Linked DNA regions of Drosophila melanogaster: region 2 is linked to region 1. Evidence: chromatin contacts called from public HiChIP or PLAC-seq data. All regions are on one chromosome and are shown on one strand. The core of a region is the stretch at or near the end of the contact, and the rest is flanking DNA. Distances in the headings are between cores, read along the strand shown. Region 1 holds the start of obst-E (obstructor-E). Region 2 holds the start of CG9171.

Region 1 (3,641 bases), core at 345-2,844:
GTGTTTGTATAATTACATAAGCCTTGATTCCGCTGATATCATGTTTGCAAATCAAGTCTTCGCTCAAAAATTGATTTAATTGCATATTTTCCATTCGTAAGACTAAAATATCACTAAACATAATAAAAATGTTGAAAATGTAGCTAAGAGCAGAATTAAAATATAATTAGAATACAACAATTTGAATTAAAGAATATATTTGTATGATGTAAAGAAAAGTGTAAAAGTGCCTTAGACAAAACGATAAACATAAATTATTTGTAAGTCCATTAATCAAGCAGCTGAATACTATTTAGTTTGCAATTAAATTGGCAACGCTGTGTGTTCATGCATACAGCATATTTTTGTATGTATATAAATAAAACCGAAGGGCAATGTATTAAACTATAATGTTTACTATATATCGAAATAGATTATTTTTTATAACTTGAGTCTATGTCACAATTCCTATTGAATGAGTCTTCTTGATGATTCACAGCCTGCCAATTATTTAACTTCTTTTGTTTAATGAAGAATACTTTTAATTAAGTTGTCATCTAATTTTATTAGGATTTATAACTAATTTGACTAGAAGTCCTTGATCGTAAAATTTAGATTTACACATATTTCAAGAACGCCTCATATGTCCAAATAAAAATGTTTTAATAGGTAATTGCAACTCTGCTGAGCATGGACTACTAGCTAAAACCTAAGGAAAGCTACACAAAAAAAAAAAAAACGATAAAATAAAGAAGAAAAAAAAATCAATATAAAAGTCTATAAATTTAACCACAAATTTAAAACAAATGGTCGATTGGGTATACGTACGATATCTCTGTCAAATTTCATTTGTTTCGATGCCTTAAACACGTTTTTCTGTCTCATTACTTAATTTAAGCTTTGGTTCTTTAAAAATCCCCACAGCCCAAGCTAAGGCCTAATACCAAGATCATTGTCAGATTTTCGTGATTGGTACGGCCTCATGGGCGCAGTCGGCCTTGACTTTATGTTGGATTTTCTGGTTTTTATTCATTTTCGGCTGGCTGTTCACCGAAAACAAAAGTGCGAAATATGGAAATCAAATCGAACATAAATTAGATACAAACTTCGTTGATTAATATTTAAAACAGTTGCTAACTGAAACTTAACGCAGAGCTTTCCGGTTTGATGAACTGACTCAACTCGAACGAAAGTGAGTCGAAAGTATTTATTCTTCATTTTTTCTTCGGGAATCTGACAATTTTATGAGCAGAAACAAATCCCCACAAGAAATCTTATTATGAAAGAATCAATATCTCCATGTACAAAATGTGGTTGGAGAGTCAACTTAAGTTATAATCGCAGTTGCATTAATGTTTCATTTCTGTCGAAATATTGTGCCATCGAATGTCTTTTTCGTTTATTCGTTATTTATTGACAAGTTTGTTTTCATGGCAATTGAGTGAGGCTGAGATTACGACGGCGGCGGCAAAAGCTGTTGCGAATCCCCACCAGGCAGCAGGGGAAGATCCCCAAGCTCCGGCGACGTTTCGGCTCGCTCCGATGATCATCATCCAAAAGAGCTTCAGCCGGAGCAGCTTCAGCTTCGAGTGTGAGGTTGCCAGTTAATATCTGCGTTGCGTTTCTAGCGCGAAACAGTCGAAATTGTCAGCTCGTTGGCTGAGCATCGCAGTAGCTCTTCCTTAGTTTAACTTTTAGTGATCACATTGCCATTCGAAAACAACAAGAGGATTTAAACAAAATGGCTAAAATCTTAATCAGTGCTCTATTGTGCGTTGCCATGTTTGGCTCAATGGGTTAGTATACTATAGTTTTTAATACTATTATTTCGCAAAACAAATGACTTTGGTCACAAACTTTTCTGGTGCTATACTCTATAGTGGCGAAAAGTTCGAGAAGGTGACACAAACATTTGCATATATGTACGTCAGCACAAAATTTCAGGAAACATTAACACATTTAACTCATTTCATCTTGAAGAATTAAAGATTCAATGGTGCGGAAACGAATTAAAGTTAATTCTTATTGCTTCCTATATAAACAAATTCGTATTTCATAGAAAAAAGTGCCAAGACCCACATTATCGTATGTCCCACGTTTGGATGAAACTACATACATATGTGCAATTATTCACTTTTACAACGCGTAAAACTGCTACTCATTCGATTCACAATAGCAGGAAATTACGCGAATTTTCATGCAAAGTAACTAAAGTAAATGTTTTATAGAGAAATGCAAAGAAAGCTAGTAATTATTGCCAACGTGATGGCTAATATGTAAAATCCCACCGAAATTTCATTGATATTTCAAGGTCAGCAGGCAGCCTTTTCAGAAATTTGATTCACACGCCGAAGCGGGCAGAGAAACATGGCTATTGCATAATCTTTGCCTGGCACCAATGGTCGGTCCATTGTGTGGAACGGGTTTATCTCGCGGATAGCGGTCAGACATGTTGGGGGAGCTGGAGGCGACAGATCCATCTCGGTGCGTGCCCAGCCGGTTGTTGTGACCTTTAAGCGCGTTTGCACCTCTTTCGATTCAGTACGACATAATCTTCAGTGTGTCAGGTTTCGAAAAAACCAACGGTCGCGAATCAGATTTCGAGATGAACGTCACGTTTTGTCCGAAATCTATTTGAACACATATGGGAAAAGTAATTGCATGTTTATGGATTCAATTTTTTTGGGTTCAAATAGGGAAAAGCCGGTTACTTTGGTTGAAGCTTTAAAATTATCAAATAGGATAGCAAAAAAAAATAATGAAAACCACACAAATCGTTAACGTTGTGAACATTCACAAGATAACCAGCATTTTTAAATAAATTTGTGTGATTTTAAATTGATCGGCGTAAAATTAAAAAAAAGCGACTAATGACGTCAGTGACAGCAGCTAAATGTGTCCATTGAATTTTAAACTGGTTAATAGGGTAACAGGTTTTTAATAGTACAGCCACTCGAGTATAGGGCCTTAACGATTTAATATGAAAAGATTTTTAGCACAGCTTTTAAAATTAGATGGCATTATAAGCGATGGTTTGTATGCATCCCTAAAAATCCCAAAAAATTCCCTAAAATCCCAATCCCACTATATACTAACATTTGAAACAACTTAAAACAACTACCATCACTTCATCAAAGTCCCTGGCACTTGTCTACCACTTAAACTCTTTTCTGTTACATCGCATTAAATAAACATCTTTGAATTATATTCGCGGGTTCAACAACCGGGGTATGTGCCCACAAAGTCATTAAAGTTTCAATACCCGGGTATGTGTATGTAATATCGCGGGAAGACGAGAAAATCCATTGTCAAGTGGAATGTTGCCCTACGGCAATCCCACGACTTGTCGTTGATCATAAAGTACGTATCAAATAGTTAAAACAAAAAATAAAAAAGAGCCAGTTTCCCATCATAACTCATTAGAGGTAAGCTAGCAAACGCAATCCCATGGATCGATATTAACCGACGTACGCTATTTCTTCCAGCTGCCGCCGCCGCCGGTGCATGCAAGGAGGCGAATGGAACTGCTCCCGTGTCCGGATCCTGCGATGCCTACATTGAGTGCAAGAACGGAGTGGCCGAGGAGAAGCTCTGCCCCGACGGTCTGCTGTACAACGAAAAGTCCACGGGTTACCCCTGCGGCTATCCGATCGACGTGGAGT
Region 2 (3,641 bases), core at 584-3,083, 34 kb before region 1:
TGGTATTTTTTGGCGCCTGCCGCGCTCAAGCGTTATTGGTATTTCCACGCCTGGTCCTTGGTCACGTACGAAAATGTTTGGATTATAACGATTCCACAAAATTGAAATTAGACCGGAATATGAGCGGCCAGAAGCACCTGCGATTGCGCTACTACACGTCGCTGGAGGAGGCCATGCTACTGCGGCTGTGGCGCGAGCACCTGCATGCCATACCCTCCTACACGGACAACCTGCCCATTTTCCGGGAAATCGCGCACGGCCTGCAGCAGAACGGAGTTCGGCTCAATAAGCAGGAGGCTCGCCGGCGCATCAACAGCTACCGCAACAAGTATTTGTGAGGCGCAGCAGCGGCTCGGGTCAGTTCACAGTGCTAATATCTCCTTCCACTTCTCTGCAGGAACGATCGCAATCGCGTGGGGGGCAATGCGAACTTCGCGAAGGATTGGCGTCTCTACGCGCTGATCGATTGCCTCTTCTGTCCTGCCTGGCCGTCGTCCGCCCTCTTCCATTTCCGCAATGTGCTGGAGACGATCCGTGCGACAGCACGTGTGGATTTGCCCGCCCTGCCGCCACTGCTATACACTTCGCCCGCCCAGCTAAAATTTGAGCGCGACTCAGAGGGATGCACCTTCCTCGATGCCCAGCCCCTAGTTCCCGCAGTAGTGAAGACAGAGCCTCTGCCAGACGAACACCACCAGCTGGTGAATATTGAATACAAGCCCACAGTGACGCAGCTGGAAAACGCGGCTAGCCACTACCTGGAGAGAGCTACTGCCGAAAGTGTCATTCAGCGGTCGCCTCTCACGCCTGCCAACCACATCCTGCCCGAGGCAGAGGATGCGCCATATGGAGGCCACACCAACGGTGGCCAGACGGACGCCGAACGTTCGGCGAGCAAAAGGAGACGAGGGCGACGTAGTATACTGCCGCACTCGGGCAAGATCACAATGGCAATAGTGGAGGCGCTGCGCAAGGAGAACAGTTTGCTCGAGCAGCAGAACGACGCCTGTCTGCAGTCGCTCGTGCGCAAGGAGAAGCAGTTCCTGGACATGAAACATAACTTTCTGGCGTATATGGAGCGGCAGGAGGCAGTGCTGGCGTTAATAAAGCAAACGACCATCAAGCTGGAACCATGATCCCGACTACTAGCACCACGTGGTAAGGACATTGTATGACAGCTTTAGCTTTAAGTTGGGAATAGAGTCGCGGCGCTCGACCCTGTGTATGTTTTTCAATTCGTTCCTTTCTCAGACACAGATGTCTAATTCACTCGACGTACAAAGCAGCAGCATAGCGAACCGAAGATATTATAATTTCTCAAACGTTCTTTTTCTAGCGTCATAAGTGTAATGTGTATGAACAATCGTCTGTGCAAAAGATCAATCTATACGGTCTTTAGTCTTAAATTAAAAACATTGTCTTGAGGCGAACTTGTATGGTAGCTACATTTTTAAAAAAAAAACTAAAACTAAACAACTGGCTAAAAAATAAATTAGATGAAAGACTATTATACTATATATATATACTATACTATATAGACTATACTATTATTTCTATTGTTACAGAATATCTTGTTGATATAATAGTAACGAAATCAAACATAAATTCAAATGAAATCAGTGTGAATAGCCTATTAAGTTTTGCATTTCGATCAACTTAGCGTGTGCAACAACCGCCGGTTATTTGTTCATCAACCCCTGCTGCAGCAGTGTGGCCGTAGCCGGAATGTGAAAATATCCGCAAACACCGCATGCGGACCTCTCTTAGTCGCTCTCTTAGCGCACAATGCGCTCTCTGCCAACCGAAATGCCACAGACTTTTTGTAGGCTTTTCCACTTTTTCGATTTCGAGACTTCGAGCGAAACGGTCGTGTTTTTCGCGTGTGTGCGGGTGGCGGACGCGCGTGCCAATCGGAAAAGGCCTTTAAATCAAATGAGTGGCTCGCCAAAGGAGCGCATCAAGGTGTGTGCGATTGTATCGAGTGTGTGTGCTTGTGCGGTGCGGAGAAAGCCAGCCAGCCGCCAGTCTGGGATAAAAATAAAGATTAAGATTGGGATAAAACAAACGAACGGCAGCGAAGTGCACAAATTGCCGTGGAATCGGGGCTAAAGAAGGAAAAACAAGTGTGCAGCACACACGGATTGAAATGTTTGCCAATGTGTGCGAGCGTCACCTAAATAAACAACAAAAAATTCGATTTGCAGCAAAGAGAGCGAGCGAGTGAGAGAGCGCGAGAGTGGGAGGCTGTTATTGTTGTTGCTGCTGTTGCCGCCGCTGCATGTGGCATGCCCGAAAATCCCAATCACAATCAGCTGAGCCCTGCCGCGCCTCTCCCTACCTCACCCCCCGCACCCATACGCCTTCTCACACTGTTTGTTGGCCAGTGTAAAAGTTTCTCGTTCTGTTTTGCGTGTCTCCTCCGTTTCTCTTTCTCCAGGGCCACAACACTGGGCTACAAACTATGTGAAAACCCGTTTCGTTACATTTCGCTTTGCCCCGCCTAACCCCCCCCCCCCCCTCCCATCATTAATTCGGTTTTTTTCTCTGCTGTCGCGTCACGCCTCTCACGTCTTTTTTTTACTGTTTTGTTGCAGTTGTTGCTTTTGCCCAGCGCCTCTTTCATTCATAGAAAACGGTCAGCAAAGCAAAGCATAGCGAGGCGACAGCAACAACAAACAGCAGGTAGAGCAGAAATATTAGCGCGATTTCTTTTCGTTTCGCCCAAAAGAGCAGCCAAAAAATCAACAAAATACGAAACACAAAGCCAAATCAAAAGAAATCAAATTTCAAATTCGTGCGGCCACCAGCAAATATCGAAATAAAGAAATTATCTAAATCATCATCAGCAGCAGCACAAAAATCGAAAATCTCCTCGCTGTGTGTGTGATGTAAGTGCGATAATAATATTTAACAATTGTAAAAGTTTATTTTATACATCATGCCTAACTGGCGCTATTGTTCGCCCCTTTTTTTTTCGTCTTCCGCCTTTTTTTTTATGAAATTTGCTACTCATATCAGACCAACTTCGTAACTACATCAAGTACAATTTTTAAGGTTTATAATGTTACCATAATTTGTTTAAAATTTCCCATGATTGTCGTCATTTATGGGGTTTTCCTTGAGCGCTAATCATGCGGTTCTATACCACTTGAATGATAAGATTGATAACATTCTTGGCAATCATTATCGAATCTATGGGAAAATCATAACAAGTTCCATTTTATTCGCAGGCAGAGAACTGAAATTAATCGTTTTGGTTAATTGCCAATTTGATGAGTTCCATTTTCCAATCGCGATTTAATTTTCACATTAACAACACATTTGTTAGCCCATTAAAAATTTGTTTGGCATTTGTTTTCTTTAAAAACAGCTCATTAAATCGCCGGAGTCCACATAAATCTTCTCGTCGTTTGTGGCTAAATATTGTCACTTAGCAAACACTCGAAAATATATAACTTAATTTATGCGCACGACTATTAAAAAAGAACTTGGAGGTGTCGAAAAAAGCTAAATATAGGAGGAAGTGTATTAGGTAATTGTGTATTCCACATTGTTATAAGCACTACTGTCTTTTTATTGTTATCTGACAATTCTATGCAATTTATTAAGTACATGGATCTTAAGTTGTATAAAAATAGACA

The links. HiChIP or PLAC-seq counts read pairs in DNA pulled down with a chosen protein or histone mark.
Region 2: a POLR2A S2P HiChIP or PLAC-seq map of the Kc167 cell line shows a contact between it and region 1, with 3 times the contacts expected there. The contact joins the promoter of CG9171 here to the promoter of obst-E in region 1. A contact is called at or near these places in 1 of 1 datasets of contacts at CTCF or cohesin (the Kc167 cell line), 56 of 107 Hi-C or Micro-C datasets (the Clone 8 cell line, the D17-c3 cell line, the Kc167 cell line and 21 more) and 2 of 6 datasets of contacts at active chromatin or transcription factors (both in the Kc167 cell line).

Annotation. Positions count from the first base shown.
Region 1 is chr2L:5,764,095-5,767,735 of dm6, reverse strand. It overlaps obst-E (obstructor-E), which reads left to right and starts at 1,594. Exons shown (of 2, transcript NM_164659.3): 1 at 1,594-1,775. The coding sequence starts at 1,721. It overlaps CG9171, which reads left to right. Exons shown (of 8, transcript NM_001169420.3): 8 at 1-734.
Region 2 is chr2L:5,798,365-5,802,005 of dm6, reverse strand. CG9171 reads left to right here and starts at 1,833. Exons shown (of 8, transcript NM_001169420.3): 1 at 1,833-1,962; 2 at 2,729-2,888. CG14005 reads left to right here and starts at 31. Exons shown (of 2, transcript NM_135115.4): 1 at 31-334; 2 at 398-1,489. The coding sequence starts at 120. The coding sequence ends at 1,136.